Linked DNA regions of Sus scrofa: region 2 is linked to region 1. Evidence: chromatin contacts called from public HiChIP or PLAC-seq data. All regions are on one chromosome and are shown on one strand. Each heading gives the region's core, a stretch centred on a gene start, on an enhancer-like site or on the middle of the called end of the contact. The rest is flanking DNA. Distances are from core to core; before and after follow the strand shown.

The links. HiChIP or PLAC-seq counts read pairs in DNA pulled down with a chosen protein or histone mark.
Region 2: a contact with region 1 is called in an H3K27ac HiChIP or PLAC-seq map of alveolar macrophages. The contact joins the promoter of CLEC16A here to the promoter of SNX29 in region 1. A contact is called at or near these places in 1 of 5 promoter capture datasets (fetal liver) and 1 of 2 datasets of contacts at active chromatin or transcription factors (alveolar macrophages).

Annotation. Positions count from the first base shown.
Region 1 is chr3:31,129,134-31,137,048 of Sscrofa11.1, reverse strand. It overlaps SNX29 (sorting nexin-29), which reads left to right and starts at 3,688. Exons shown (of 20, transcript XM_021088060.1): 1 at 3,688-3,815. It overlaps LOC100739121 (a long non-coding RNA gene), which reads right to left and starts at 3,646. Exons shown (of 2, transcript XR_298185.3): 1 at 3,215-3,646.
Region 2 is chr3:32,154,821-32,162,735 of Sscrofa11.1, reverse strand. It overlaps CLEC16A (protein CLEC16A), which reads left to right and starts at 4,393. Exons shown (of 25, transcript XM_021086617.1): 1 at 4,393-4,676. The coding sequence starts at 4,597. DEXI (dexamethasone-induced protein) reads right to left here and starts at 2,514. Exons shown (of 2, transcript XM_003124598.4): 1 at 1,561-2,514. The coding sequence starts at 1,994. The coding sequence ends at 1,707.

The DNA.
Region 1 (7,915 bases), core at 2,439-4,938:
TTATTAGCTCCGTGCTACAGATGATAACAGAACTGAGTCAGATCAAGGCCAGCGAATGGCAGAACCAGATTTAAACCCAGACATTCTGCTCTATTCCTTTTTTTCTTTTCACATCAATTTATTTCCATTTCTGAGTTTCCCATCTCTTTGGGCTCCAATTTTAGTCATTACTGGGGGAGGGTTCCCTTCCTGGGGTTGTGTAAAAGTCCTGGGCTGTTATGGAAGGGCTGGTAATTTGCTTTTTTTTTTTTTTTTTTCTTTTGGTTTCCTTTCTTGACTGGTAATCTGCTTCCTCTGATCATAGGTAAGATGCCCACTGGCATCACAGCATAGACCTTCAAGGTCTTGGGGCTTTGTGGCTTTTGTGTCAGGTTAGGGATATGTGGAAACTTGGTGGGAACTCTGAACCCCAGGTGGGGTCCCTTCCAGGCCCTTGAGGGCCATAGGTGACAACAGAGTATAGTGATTAAGGCACTGGCTCTTAGAGTTTGAATCCTGGGTCTGTTACTAGGAAGTCGTAGACATTGGGAAACTTGAGAAAGTTACTTAACCACTCAATGCCTGTTTCCCCATCTATTAAATGGGCATAATAACAGTATCTACTTATAATATTGTTTTAAGGATTAAATGAAAACACACACACACACATTTGTATAAATAGATATTTTCCCCATAAAAGTACTTTGTGTTAGTTACATTGCCATCACAAATTTTTTTTTTTTTTTTTTTGGTCTTTTTAGGGCCACACCCTTGGCATATGGAGGTTCCCAGATGAGGAGTCAAATCAGAGCTATAGTCGCTGGCCTATACCACAGCCACAGCAAGGCGAGATCCCAGCCGCGTCTGTGACTTACACACAGCTCAGGGCAATGCTGGACCCTTAACCCACTTAGCGAGGCCAGGGATCGAATCTGCATCCTCCTGGATTCTAGTCAGATTCCTTTCCACTGAGCCATGGTGGGAAGAACACCATCACATTATTTATTAGTCCTTCCCTTTGAGGTCTAGTCTCCGAGGATAGGTGCACCCTTTTTCTATGATATGGCCTAGGAATATTGCTCCTAGCTTCTCACAAGCCGCCTTCCTTCTCCCCTTAGACACTCAGTGAGTTTCTATTTTTCAAAAGCCCAGAATAGCTGCTGACATTAGGTTTCTGACCTGGTCCTCCAGTACCAGGCTCAATCTCAGGAAGAAGGAATTACAATACTTTGAGTGGGTGGTAGAGAATGTAAGGCACATGCTACAGTCTCCGAACTCACTCGTCTCAAGTACCATGAAGAACCGGTACAGGGCACTACAAGAAGGTGTGACACAAACCCTCGTGACAACTCCATGAAGCAGGCGTGTGATGCCTCACCAAAGGTTACAGAGGCAGACAGACCCTAAACTAGGCTTTCTAGGGGGCAATCAGGGAGAGGGAGGATTCAGAAACACTGACTCTTTTTTTTTTTTGTCTTTTTGCCATTTCTTGGGCTGCTCCTGCGGCATATGGAGGTTCCCAGGCTAGGGTTCTCATCAGAGCTGTAGCTGCCGGGCTACGCCAGAGCCATAGCAACGTGGCATCCGAGCCAAGTCTGCGACCTACACCACAGCTCATGGCAACGCCGGATCCTTAACCCACTGAGCAAGGCCAGGGATCGAACCCACAACCTCATGGTTCCTAGTCGGATTTGTTAACCACTGCGCCACGACGGGAACTCCCAGAAACACTGACTCTTTAGATTAACAAATTAGCAACAATTGTAAAGGACGATTTTGAAAATGGGAAAAACAACCTCACCAACCACACAGTTGGTTTCATTTTTATATTCTCTCAGAGTCCCTACACATGGCTGTATTTTGACACAACTGTAATCGTGGTGTATAGACCATTTTGCATGGGGCCTTTTTTTTTTTTTTTTTTTTTTTTTTTTGCTTTTTAGGGCCGCACCTGTGGCATATGGAGGTACTCAGGCTAGGGGTCAAATTGGAGCTTTAGCTGCCGGCCTACACCACAGCTCACAGCAACACTCGATCCTTAACCCACTGAGCGAGGCCAGGGATGGAACCTGCAACCTCAATGGTTACTAGTCAGATTCATTTACCACTGCGCCATGATGGGAATTCCACATGGGGCCTTTTTTACTTACTGTATTATCACTGGCCTTTCCATAATCTTTGTTTAAAGATTTATTTTATTGTAGTAGAGATGATTTACAATGTGTTAATTTCTTCTGCACAGCAGTGATTCAGCTGTATATATGTTTACATTTTTTTCGTATTTTTCTATGGTTTATCACAGGATATTGGATATAGTTCTCTGTGCTACATAGTAGTCCATAATCTTTATAATCAGCCTTTCCAGCTACTGCAAGAGATTCTTTGTGAGGTGGGCCATGATTTGCTAAGCTATTCTTCTGTAACCAGGCTTTGGTACTTTCACTTTTTTTCTATCATAAATAATGTTGCAGAGCATCCTTTGCCAAAAATCTATTGACCTCTGCTGAGTCCAAAAGGTAAATTCTCAGGAGGCAGAGATTACCAGTTGAGACACAATGTAGTAGGAAGACCATAAGGCTGTGAACTGGGCTGGAATTTGGCTTCATTTCCCAGTGGGGCCTCAAGTCAGTGTTTTGTGGATCAAGACTTAGAAGTGGATCCACTGTCTCTGTCAGCACTGTTAAAAAGAAAAATTGAAGAGACTACATTGCCTATAGAAATGTTAAAACATCTTAAGTGTGGGCATTTGTGTACTGGCTTGTGGTGTAAAATGCATTTTCTTTTACTCTGGGTTGTGTGCAAAACAAGTTGGAAAAATGCTCCTTTAACCTTTCTGAATTTTCTTTCCCTTATCTGTAAAATGGGGCAGGAACCTGGGTTTATTAAGACTATTGTGAACATGTGTTCAAACTCGATCCTTCCACCCATCCACGTTCACTCCACTGCCCCACCACCCCAGCCCCAGGCACTAGTATCTCTTGTAGGACAGCTGCAACGGCCCCTAACCACCTGCTCCTTCACCCAGACCCGCTACTATTCATTTTCAGCTCAGGAAGAGGAATCGTCTTAAAACCTAATTCAGCTTGTGTCACTCCTTTGCTTAAATTCTTGCAATGATTTCCCATTCCCCTATCACCTCAGAGTTAGGACAGAAAAGTTCAACCCCTTCTCCATGGCCTGCAAGGCCCTTCACTCAACCTCTTGAATCTCTTCGCACGCCCCTTTTCTCACTCACCCTCTAAGTCCAGTCAACTTCCTGAGGCAGGAGGTTGCTTCTGGAACACGCTTCTTGCGGATCTTCCCAGGCCATCTCCTTCTTACCATCCAGGTCTCTCAAGTGGTCGCCATAGAGAGGTCCTCTAGGACTGTTCATCTCCCCGTCTCCACGCTTTGGCCCATCCCTTCTTTTTAATCTCCCCTTTCCGCTCCTAGCTCTCAGTGGAACTCTGTTGCCTCATTTCTCGTGGCCGTGTTCAATGTCTGGCTCCCCCACAGACAGTAAGCCCAGGATGGCGGAGAGGCGCCCGTCCGGTCCCTGCCGCACCCCGGATCGCGGGGCGTCCCTGCCTAGGTCTCCGATCTGCCCGGAAGAGCCCAGCTACCTCCACAGCCCTTACCGCCCAGACCCTGCCGCCGCGGGCGGGCGCCGGTGTTTACGTTCCGGGTCGCGGGGCGGGGCCGCGGCGGCCGCGCTCCACTTCCGGGGCGGGGCGGCGAACGGGGCGGGGCGCGCTGTCTCCTGGCCTGTCTGGAGCGCTGCGGCGGCAGTGGCGGCACTGGCGGCGGCACTTGCGGCGGCACCGCGGGCACCGGTCCGGGGAGCGGAACCATGAGTGGTGAGTGGCGGCCTGGCCGCTGTCACCCGCCCTGGCCGCCCCGGCTCCCGGCGCTCCAGCTGCACACTCCGACCCCCAAGTCCCCGCGTCCCGCTCGCTCGCGGACCCCGTCCCATCGCTCCCACTTTCCGGACCCCATGTACGCCCAGTTCCTGGCCCCTGGTCACCTGCACTTTTCTGGCGTCCCGGGCAGGTCCAGGCACTGCTAGTCCCTTGACTCCTGCCCACCACGTACAGCCAGCTCCTGGACACCTGTCCCCCAAATCCCCAGTCCCTTCCAGTCCTCCCGGTCCTCCGACCCCCTTGCCCAGTTCCCAGACCCCAGTTCTCAGACCTCCCTTGTCTCAGTCCCTCTTAACTCCTAGACCCACTGAGCCCCAGTTCCAGTGTCCAGTCTCCCTGCTCCCCAGTCATTGCCACTACCCAGGCCCCTGTCCCCAGTCGTTCCAGCCCCCACATAGGCAGAGAGTGGCCTCTCAGTCCTGGCTTGCTGCCCCCTGAACCCCCTGTCCCCCTAGCTCTCGGTTCCCAGGGGATTCGGAGTTCTCCTGCCTCTTTGTCTTCCTGTCCCTCGTGTTCCCTCTCCTCTTCTCCCTGCCGTGCTTTGCCGATCCAGTCACTCGTTGTTTCCAGGTTCTCCTTTTCCCTCTCTGGTCCTTGCTTTTGTATTTTGGTTATTTTTTCATACTCCAGCTCCTTCCATTGCTTTTCCTGGCTCATTTGAGGTCTTCCTTGTCCCGCCCTGCAGCTCTTTCCCTCTTGGCCAATGCTGAGTCCATCTGGGGACCATTCTTCTGCTCCTCCCAGTCCAACCCTCTCCCTCCCACCAGGGACATAGGGGTGGTTTGGGTGGGAGCCTGGGAGGTACGTGTGGACCACCTGTCCCCAGGGTTTCTGAAGTTTAGTCCCTACACTTGGATGTGTGTTCTCAGCCCTTTCCACTCGTGAGATCTGTTGGTGTTTTGGTGCTAAGTCATTCCTGAGTGTTGTATGTGGAGATGGCAGTGACTCAGGGAAGCCTCCCAGCTGCCCTGACTGGGATCTGGATTTACTTAGGAGGACCCGCCTACCCTCCTTCTGCCTGTTTTCCCCTCACTGTGGAGTCGCCTTTAAAGAATCCCTGCAGGCAGCCTTGCTGCCCTGGACTTGCATCCAGGCATTTCTGGAGGTCAAGGAGGGGCAAGGCGAAGGCCATGTGTCTCTCTTTAACTTTTAAGTTATCTCTGTGGATCATTTCCCATGCGTTGGGTGCCTTTGGTTTTGCTGGTCAAGAGCTGGATTTGTGAAATTGATAGTCCTAATGAGGGAGCTGGGGAGGGGGATTTTTCCTGGGAGATGGTCCAGCGTCTGTTGTCAGCTGATTTTTGGCCTAATTAGAGTTTCTGCTCCTTTCGTTAGTGATACCACAGCAGAGATGTGATGAGCTGGTTTCAACCCAGGAGGTAATATGGCCTAGGATAGGTGCAGACCCTGGGGGCAGACAGCTTGGGTTCACATCCGCACTCTGCCACTTATAGCTGTGTGATTTAGAGCAAGTTACTCGACCATTCTGGAAGTCTCAACAAAATGGGGATAAATAATAGTACCTTTCTCTTAGGTGTGTTGAAATGACCAAGTAACATTACTCAGGCAAAGGGATTGGTTCTGTGCCTGTGACAAAGACGTGTAGTCAGGAGCTTGGAGTTGCTGTTGTTTCTGTAACAAGTGGGGTTGTTTTCTGGCCCAGCTCTGGGACAAGGGCTGTGGCTGGCCTAAGACCTCCTTTTAGAGAAGAACAACAAAAAGAAAATCTCTTCCTTTCAACGGGACCAAGGCCTCTGTGCCTCAAGCTCACAGTTGTGGAGGTTTTTCTCTGCAGCCTTCATGGCAGGAGTCCCTGAAATTGACAAGCCAAGGGAAACCTACAATGTATCCTTCAAGGAGCAAGCTAATATCAAAGATCAAAGCTAAGGAAGTTTTAATTTTTTTTTTTTTTTTGGTTTTTTAGGGCCACACAAGCTGCATATGGAAATCCCCAGGCTGGGGATCGAACTGGAGCTGCAGTGGCTGGCCTATGCCACAGCCACAGCAACTGGGGTTCTGAGTGACATCTGCAAACCATACCACAGCTCATGGCAGTGCTGGATTCTTAACCCACTAAGTGAGGCCAGGGGTCAAACCTGAATCCTTGTGGATACTAGTTGGGTTTGTTACCACTGAGCCGTAATGGGAACTCTGGAAATTTTAAAATTTAATCAGGAGTTCTTGCTGTGGTGCTGTGCGGTGAGAATCTGGCTGCAGTGGCTTGGGTCTCTGCAGAGATGCGGGTTCAATCCCCATCCTGGTGCAGCGGGTTAAAGGTGCTGGCATCGCCACAGCTGCTATGTAGGTCACAGCTGCAGCTTGGATTCAGTCCCTGGCCTGGGAACTTCCATATGCCATGGGTGTGGCCGTAAAATTGTTTTAAATTAAGAAAACCTGTTAGGTCCAAGGTTGAATAAATTACAGACGGAAGCCAACAAATGGCTTTTTAAGGATATAACACTGAGGATCTTGGAAAGATGGTAACCGAGGGGAAAAGTGGTTGCTGAGGATGGAAGGGGAAGTCCAAGGTATTTTCACTTGTTCCTTGAGAATACAGTTGAAATGGGGTTTTCCACATATAGGATTAATAACTGGCACATAAAATAACGTGACATGGAAATATTTCCCCTCTTCTGTTTTTTTTTAGTACAGAACAGTCTAAGGAACAATTAATTACCAACTCATGACCACTTCCCCCACGTCTTCCTCCTACCTTTCTCCCCAGTTTATTTTGAAACAAATCCCAGACACTACATCATTTCATCTGTACAGTTTAAAAAATATATATCTTTAAAATGTAGGGACTCCTTTTTAAAAAACAGCTCAATTCCATTATTGTACCTATAAAAGATTAGTAGTTCATTAATAGGAGGTACTCATTGTTCAGATTTCCATGGTTGCTTTATAATTTTATAGTGTATTTTTTACAGCTCAGTGTCTAAGGTTGAAACAATGCAAACTGGTTAGTCCTTTAATTTTTTTTGTAGCCTCTCTTTTCAAGTTTAATTTTTATTTTTTAAACTGTTTTGCATATTTGCAGAATTGCGCCATCACCATAATACATTTTAGAATATTTTCATTACTCCAAAAAGAAACCCCTGATCCATTAACAGCTGTTCTTCATTCCCTCAGCCCCAGGCAACCACTAATCTACTTTGTCTCTCTGGATCTGCCTCGTCTGGACCGATCACATAAGTCTAATCCTGCAATATGCGGCCCTTTGTGTCTGACTCTCTTCATGCAGTGTCATGTTTTTAAGATTCGTCGTGTTGTCCATGTTTCTGTACTTCCCTCCTTTTGGCTACTGAATAATATTCCACCGTGTGGGTGTTCCACGTTTTGTTTATCCATTCAACATTGGATGGGCATTTGACTCGTTTCTGCTTTTTGGCTGTTAATGAGTAAGCTGCTGGAAACAGTCACGGACTAGCTTTTGTGGGGACACATGTTTTCATTTCCCTTGGGTCGTTATCTAAGAGGCGAGCTGCCGGGTGCATTTGAGGAACTGTCAGACTGTTTTCCAAAGCAGCTGCACCATCTTCCATTCTCACCAGCACTGCATGAAGGTTCTAGTTTCTTCATGTCCTCGCCCATGGACCTTTTGATAGTAGCCCTTCTAGTGAGTGTGAGGTGGTGTCTTTTTGTGGTTTTGATTTGCATTTCCCTAATGTGTAATGACATTGAGCATCTTTTCACGTGCTTATGGCCATTTGTGTTTTTTCTCTGGAGAGATGTCTGTTTCAGGTTCTTTGTCCAATTAAAAAAATGTTTGGTTGTTTTTATTATTGAGCTGTAAGAATTCTATATAGTTTCTGGATACTAGTCTTTTATCAGAGACCCTTACAATTTTTTTTCCCTCCCAGTCTGTGGGTGGTTTTTTTTACTTTCTGGATGGTATCCTTTGAAGCACACAGTCTTTTTTTAAACTACAGGTTCCCCTTTCATCTCTCTCTCTTTTTCTGCCCCCCTGCAATTTTTGTTGAAGGGAACAGTTTATCCAGTAAGGTTTCTTTGTGGGATTTTGCTGATGCCGTCCT
Region 2 (7,915 bases), core at 3,144-5,643, 1.0 Mb before region 1:
CCAGGTGATGTATTCCCATGCTGAGGAAATAGCAGTGAACACAACAGGGGACCCTATGCTTCTCTTACATGGTTTTATAGCTCAAAAAATCTGACTGTTTTGTTTGGGAACCCGCTTGCCTTTCTTACCAAGTGCCAGGAGGGCCAGGGCTGAGTCTGTCTTGTTCACTGTTCACCCACCACACACATTAGGTACTCAGTAAACATTTGTTCAATAAAAAAACAAATTGATGGATGGATGGATGGAAGGCAGGCAGGGAGGCAGGCGGACTGGGTTGGTGTGCAGAACAGCTGACACACTCCACCTGGTATTTGGCTCTAGCCAAGGTCTCACTAAGCTCAAATGAAGTTTTCTTCAAAGAAATCTCACTGTCAGCCCCTCAGGGAAGACCCTGCCCCCAGCACTGCTGCCCACCTTGTATCATCTTGACTGGTCATCTTGGCTAAGACAAGCAACAGAGGAGGAGGTAAACAGCGTGCTTGGGTGAATGGCACTAGCATCAATTTTCCGTAAGAAGCCCCTGCCCACCGCTTCAGTATCCCTGCTCCACTGCCACTCAGTGGAGCCACTCAGTGCCTAGCATCGTCCAGCTGAGGGGCTCAGTCAAGGAATTCCTGGGTGCCCAGTGAACCCTCACCAGTCCTCTCTCATCTAGTCCAGCTGCCCCTCCTCCTTGCTAGGACTTTGGCCAAGTCTTCCCCCTTCCTGGATCTTCATTTCCCTCCTACTAGCACACAAGGTGGGGCTGGACACAGTTTCCAGCTGGCGGCCTAGAGGCAGGACTTTAACGCCTCAGGGCAATGATCCCATGGTCCCTTTGCCTGCTGGCCAAAGAGCCCCTTGAGGCCTTGCAAACACTGCAGGCAAGGCCACGCCAGCACCAACCCCCAGCTTGCCTGGTCTGTGAAAGCAGCTTGCGAAACTGACAGCCCCTGCAGATTTGAGCTGCAGAACGGAACTGATGAGCGGGGCACCCTGAAACCTGACTCCAAAACAGCAGCCAAGCCAAGACCAAAGGAAGTACAACGTCCTTTGCTGAAGCAGGTTTTTCCTCTCAGTGTCAGCCGGGAGCCCTTGCTCTCAGTCCCCGGCCAGTCCTCCAAGGGGCCACAGGACAAAGGTGATCAGGGCCTGGCTTCCTACCTCTTTTAACACTGCAAGTCTTTATCCTTCCAGGACTAGTGGGAATTCCCCCAAAGCCAAGGTCACCATCAAGACAGGTTAAGGATGGGGGGAGGAGTTGACAGGTCTGCCTTAAATGGATTTGGGTGCAAAGGCTTTTCCCACAAGTTTTGGCACTTGGTACTATGGCTAACCAAGATGCCACTTAGGTCCTGCCTCCCTTCCCTTCTTCACCAGCTGTAAGCCTTGCTAAGGGGAAGCTTTCCTGCCCTAAGAGTCTCAAAAGAGTCCAGCCATTCCTGGCATCCAAACAGACCTAGGGGAAGTGGATGGAGGAATCAAAAGTCTGGGGTAGGGTTGTGTGTCCGGCTTGGGATGCCTCCCTCTTCCTAGCCAGCGCCCCAACCCGCCCTCATCCTGCGCAGAGAGGGCACTTACAGGCCTTGGAGGCCGGAGAGGGCCTCGTCCTGGGGGTCCCATCCCTGGCCTGACGGTGCCCTCAACCAGCAGCGGCAGCATGATCTAGGCGCTGGTCCAGGTCGAGGGTTGCGGGTCGTAGGGGGAGCGGGGGACAGCAGCCAAGCCTACTCCAAGTAACCATCGAAGACGTCGAGCTCCGAATCGGCATCGTAGAGGCCCGAGCCGGGGTCAGAGAGCACGCCGAGGTCCACGAGCGCCTGGTCCATGTCCTCGGGCAGGAAGACTAGGCCCACGTTAAGGACGATGTACTCCATGAGAAAGGCGTAGTATAGGATCAGCACATTGACGAAAAAAAGGCCCACGTAGAACATAGAGGGTAGCAGCGGCGGCGGCACGGAGGGGACCAGGGGGCCCAGCGCGTCCAGGTGGGCCGCGACCCGGGCGCCGGGCATGCAGGGGGCGGCGAGGGCGGCAGCAGCCCGGCGATCTCAGCGAGCTCAGCCGCTGCGGCGCCCGGCCAGCCGGCGAGCGGGCAGCTCAGCCATCCAGGGCCGCCCCGGGGCTGGCCGAGGCGGCGCTGGGCCCCGGCGGTGCCCCGGGGGATGTGCGTTGGCCCCTGCAGACGCACCCGGGCCCCCGAAACGTGCCAGGCGGGTCACCCCACCCCCAGAGGTGCCCACACGGCCCTGTAGATCTGCCCAGCGGTCAGGCGGATCCCCCTGAAGTAGCCGGCGGCTGCCCGGCTCCTCCGATGTGTCCCGCTCGCGCTCACGGGCCCTCGCAGCGCCTGCGGGGACCCTCGCCGCGGGTCATCTCAAGGGCCAGTCCCGGCGGCGGTCTCTTCAGCCGCGCCCAGCCGTTCCTCGAGCCCTCTCCGCGCCCCCGAAGGCCCAGCGCCCATAGCTGCGGCCGCCGCGTCGCTCTCCTGGTCGCATTCCGAGCACCGCCTCCGGAGCAGCCCCGCGCTGATTGGCCCGCCGCCCCAGCCTGCGCTGATTGGTAACCTCAAAGCCAACACTGATTGGCCCGAGCCGTCAGATGGGCGGGTACCTCCGCGCTCCGCCCCTCGAGGTGCTGGCTGCTGAGTTTCTTTCCTAGTTCCGGACTCAGAGCAGATCTGGAATACAATTTTCTCAGTGAATCCGCGACGGAGTAGGGGGAAGGGAAAGAGTTAGAACACATTTCAAACCTAGACGTATCCTAAGGCTACCAAAACTGAGGGAAACCTTGGTTTCATTAGCACCTGCTGGATTTGAGTATTGGCGCCAAGCCTTTTTGGGAGTCAATTTACCAGTTGAAAAAAGAGGCAGGGTCGGGGCGGTGGACCTTACCAGTGAAAATTTTGGATTTCCCTGAAGTGGCAAATTGTCCTCGGTGGGGAAGATCGACCAGTCCCCTTCATCTCTCCAAATTCTGGCTGCTGGAAGGTCCAGCCCCGCGGTACGGGGCGGGATGGGAGTGGGGGGAATCTGCGTAATAAGGCAGGTCAGGTCTGCAGCAGGAGAATTGCTTCTTGTTTTTACTTTGAGAAACTTGTTTTAAAGCAGTAATAATGCACGTGGTTTTAACCAAGAAATACACAGAAAAGTAATTTCCCTCTGATTCCCCTCCTCAGGGGCAACACCTGTACATCCACCAAGCAACTGATCTTGCCCAAAGCACCCTCCAAAGCAGTTAAGCAGGCCACACTGAGCTGGGTGCTTTACATGCATTGCTTAATTGCAGCCAGATGGGGAAGTGTAGTATGTCATCCCTTTCTACAGACGAGAAAACTGAGAAACAGAAGGACTCTGGAAGCTTCTGGGCCTGTGGGTGTTTGGAGGACAGAACCTGCCCTATTTTCTCCATGACTGTCTCTTGCTCCTTTAGGTGAACTGCAGAGCAAACCATTAATCCTCCAACTGGTGAAAATGAAACAAACTGTCATTCATTTATTCACTCTGCCAACACTTGTTGAACACCTATTATGTGCCAAACTTTGTGCTAGGCATTGGGGAGAACATTGGCTTCTTAGTCCAATTCTGTCCTAAGCGACACAGTAGACCTTTGATAACTATGAGGTGTAGAAATGAATACATAGGAAAAAAATTGCCTCCACAAAATTTCTCCCTCCTAATCCAGAAGAGAAATGTAGATACATCTTGGCTGGTGTAGGAAGCTGGGTATTTCCTTATTTTTAAAAACGTGGTTGTTTTGGAAATGGTATGGATTTTGGGTGAAGACCAGAGAACTCTGAAAGTACAGGACGTTCAATTTTGGTACATTGTTGCTTGAAGGCCTTTCAATATTTATTTTTTAATTTTAGTAGAAAAAGAAAAGTTGTGAGGATAATTCAGACTGTTACCAATTTGGTGCAGTTTTGTTCATGGGGGATAAAAACCAGGGTGCCTGGGTTTGAACCCTGGTTCTGCCCCTTAATAACTGTTATGACCTTGGACAAGTCAACCCTTCTGTGATTCAGTTTCCTTCTGCTAAAAACAGAGATAATAGTACTCACCTCAGAGGGTTTTTAAGAGAATTAAATGACAATATATGTAAGCCGCTTAGGGCAGTGGCACATAGTACGCCAAGCAACAGGTATTCTTATTCTTATCATAAAGCTAATAATTATTAATATTGTGGTAACTTTTATTCACGCATCTTCACGGACTCATTTCTTAGGGCTTCGCCCATAGCTTTCCCGTTCCCGCCCATCCAAGCAATACTGCGGACTACCCCCGTCTCGCTCCGCCTCTTTTCCGAGGCCGCTGGCCCGCAGTTGCGTGATGCACGCTGGGCCTTGTAGTTCGTACGTAGAGTCCTGGCAGCAGGGGCGTCGAGGGTGAACTGCATTTCCCAGCTCTCCTCGTGGCGGCGGCCGTAAAGCGCGGCGGTCGAACGGCCGGTTCCGGCTGAATGTCAGTGCGGGGCTGTGGGCCGGATAGGAAGGTGGTTGGTGGTGTCCCCGCCACCCCCTTCGTTACCTCCTCCGTTTCTGCCGCCGCAGCAGGCGTCCAGCCGCTCAGCCGCTCGGGCATGAGACCGTGAAGCAAGCAACGGGCCAGGGCCGCCGACATGTTTGGCCGCTCGCGGAGCTGGGTGGGCGGGGGCCATGGCAAGTCTTCCCGCAATATCCACTCCTTGGACCACCTCAAGTGAGTGTATTGGGGCAGAGGGGGGAGGCCGCGGGGCTGGACGTGGGGTTGGGGGCGCATAGCCCTGGGCCGGGGGCGCTGGGAAGTGTGAGAGCGGAGGCGGAGGGCTGAGAGAGGCGCCCGAGAAAAGCTGTGTGGTAGTTAAGAGCTAAGGGCTCTGCGCTCAGGGCGCCTGTGTTTGAACCCTGACCCCGTAGCTCCTCTCTGTGTGACCTTGGGCAAGTCGCTTGGTTTCTCAGAGTCTCGGTTTTTGCATCAGTAGAGTAAGGGGATGAGATTTCAGTTTACGGATGCAGATTTCGTTCTTGCCCGGGTCGGACAATGGGCACCAAGCTTCCCCGGGGTGGTACTTCTTAGGCTGGACAGCTTGGGGGTCGGAGGTTTGGATCCTGGAGTCAGAGACATGTGGGTTCGAATTTAAGTGTGTGAATTTAGGCTTCTGTTTCCTCAGTGGTAAAATGGATATAGTGACAGCCCCTGCTTCCTACCATTCTTTTGTGGGTAGAATAAGAGAATGTACAAAAAATTGGAAGCTTGTCCAAGTGCTTGATAAAGGACAGTATTTTTTTTTTTAAATTAGTTTCTTAGGAGAGTCTAAAGAGGGACTGTCAGAGTAGAGCTTTGGGTGAGGACAGGTGGCAGAGGTGGTCCTGGGAAGCAGAAAGAAGTACAGAGTGGCTTTGCAGTCAGATCTGCATTCAAATCCTGATTCCACCATTTAATGGCTGTGTGACCTTGGACAAATTGCTTCACCTCTCTGAGCCTCTGATTCCTCATGTGCAAATGGGGGTGACGAACATTGCGCAAGGATTCAGTAATGCTGTTCGTGGAAATAGATCGATCCGCTGTCTGTTATTCAGTAGGTGGCCAATAATGGTAGCTGTGTTTATTAGCTGGGCAAGGGCTTCTCAGACCACCCTACCTAAACTGCTTCCCTTACCCCAATTCCTTTCTGTTAGAGCTTTCTCTTGATTTCATTCGTTTGATTCATCTCCACTATCTGCAGTTACCCTGTTGTTGTTGTTGTTGTTATTTGTTTTTTTTTTTTTTTTACTACTTTTCTGTTTTCTCCTAACCTGGTACCTCCAGGAGGCCAGAGAACTTGTTTTGCTTACGCCTGTATTCCCAGCATCTAGCTCTGTGCCTGGCACACAGTAGGAGCTCAGTGGATACTTAAAGAATGAAAAACATGGGAGTTCTGCTGTGGCACAGTGAACTAAGGACCCGGTGTTTCCGCCGCTGTGGTGGAGGTCACAACTGCAGCTCGGATTCAGTCCCTGGCCCTGGAGATTCTACATGCTGCAGGTGTGGCTGAAAAAGAAAAAAAGGAAAAAAGAAAGAGAAAAGAATGAAGAAAATGAATGAATCGGGGAGAGGTGTAGAGTATGCAGGCAGAGCCCAGAGCTCAGGGTGTGTGTGTGTGTGTGTGTGTGTTGCCGGAAGTTGAGACCTTTGAGGAGGGAACGGCTTTGGGGAGGAAGATATAGTGGGGGTGGGGGGGATAGTCAACCTTTTGTGGTAATCAATTGGTTGGTTTCCAGAAGGAGCACCCAAGATTATTAATAGAAAACGGGTGGAGGAGGTGGGAGACAGGGAGCAGTAGGAGGAAGACAGGGGCCTCCGGAAAGAATTGGTGGGAGGCAAGTTAGGTAGGGGCTTCTCATTTGGCAGGGAGCAGGGGTGCTATAATTCCAAGCTGTATCCTTTCTAGCATGCAGCAGGCATTTAATGTTTGTGGGTCTCAAAGAGTGGGGGGCAGGAGGGATTGTTATGTAGTGAGGAATGGTTTGGGGAGGTGGCAATGAGAGGGGACAGGGAGAGGAGAGAGGCCTAGGTTCAGGAGGGTGTGTGTAGAGAAGCAGGAGTCTTAAATGGGAGGGCAGCTGGACGGCAAAGGGAGAGGCTTGAGGACTCAGGAATTTAGAGAGTGGGTGGATGAGGCGGAGAGGGGAGGATGGTTATCTAAGGAGGCCAGGCCTCTTGCCAGCATCCAGGTACCTGCAGTCTCTCACTAACTCTGCCTGACTCTAGCCCTTTAGTAATTATTGAATGCATTTTCGGTGCCAGGTGCTTGTTAAGGGCTTCCTGTGTCTTATTTCCTTCAGTCCTCACAAGTCCCATGAGGTATAGGAAGGATTATTGTTACCATTTGATAGAGTAGAAACTAAAATCCAAAGAGGTTAAATCACTTGCCCAAGGTGGTAAGAGCTAAAATGTCAGAGCCAGGATTTAACTTCAGTGTTTGCATCATTACACTGGTTTTTGTTTTTTGTTTTTTTTTGGGTTTTTTTAAATAAAACTTTCAAAAAGTGAGTTTGGGAAGACATTCAGCGTGACTGAGTTATTTTGCCTAATGGGGCATCTTTGCTGTCCAACCAACCAGGGAGGGAATGGTCCAGGTTCTCAGGTTCCTTTGAAGTGTCAGAAACTGCCCAGGTTCATTGTTTAGGTCACAGGGCTATTAGGTGCTTTTTGGAAACCGGAGCTGCCTGCCCTGGATCAGGCAGATCAGCTTAATCCATATTACAGGCTGAAGAACCTGGTGATGGGTGTTTTGCTGTGGGGCTTAGCAGATTCCAAAGTGATGGGAAGGAGCACCCACCATAAACAACTAGTGCCCACTCCGCGCGTGGCTCTGATGGGAGATGTCCTGGGCCTTGAGTACAGAACAGCCCATTCCCTGAGGGAGCTCACAGGCTGGCGGGGGCGACAGCCATAGAGCTAGTGACTCTGCAGTGTGACAAGTGCTGGGATCCCTCTAGGTTCATGGTTCTGCGCAAACCCCTCTCGGAAGCTCTCGGAGAGGCAGCACCAGAGCAGAGTTGTCAAGGGCAAGCAGGGGCCACCGTGTGGAGTGCAGCATGTGAGAAGGCGACCCTGGGGTTTGAGGAATGTCGAGGTGGGGCTGGTAGTTGTGGGAAACAGGACTGGAGGTGGAACAGGGCTTGGGCTTCCTCTGATGTGCACGGTGCCTGGGACTGAGGGGTTTCCCAGGACATGGGACGGGACTTTCAGTGCTAAAACTGGGAAAGTCCTGGGCAACCTGTACAAATTAATTACCCAGTGACAAGTGACAATTCCTAATGCATTCTTGCCCTAAGTGCGACTAGAGAGAAGAGATTAAGATAGTTAAACGAATTTATCTTTTTTATTTTTTTTTAGGGCTACACCTACAGCATATGGAGGTTCTCAGGCTAGGTCCAATCAGAGCTGTAGCCGCTGGCCTACACCACAGCCAC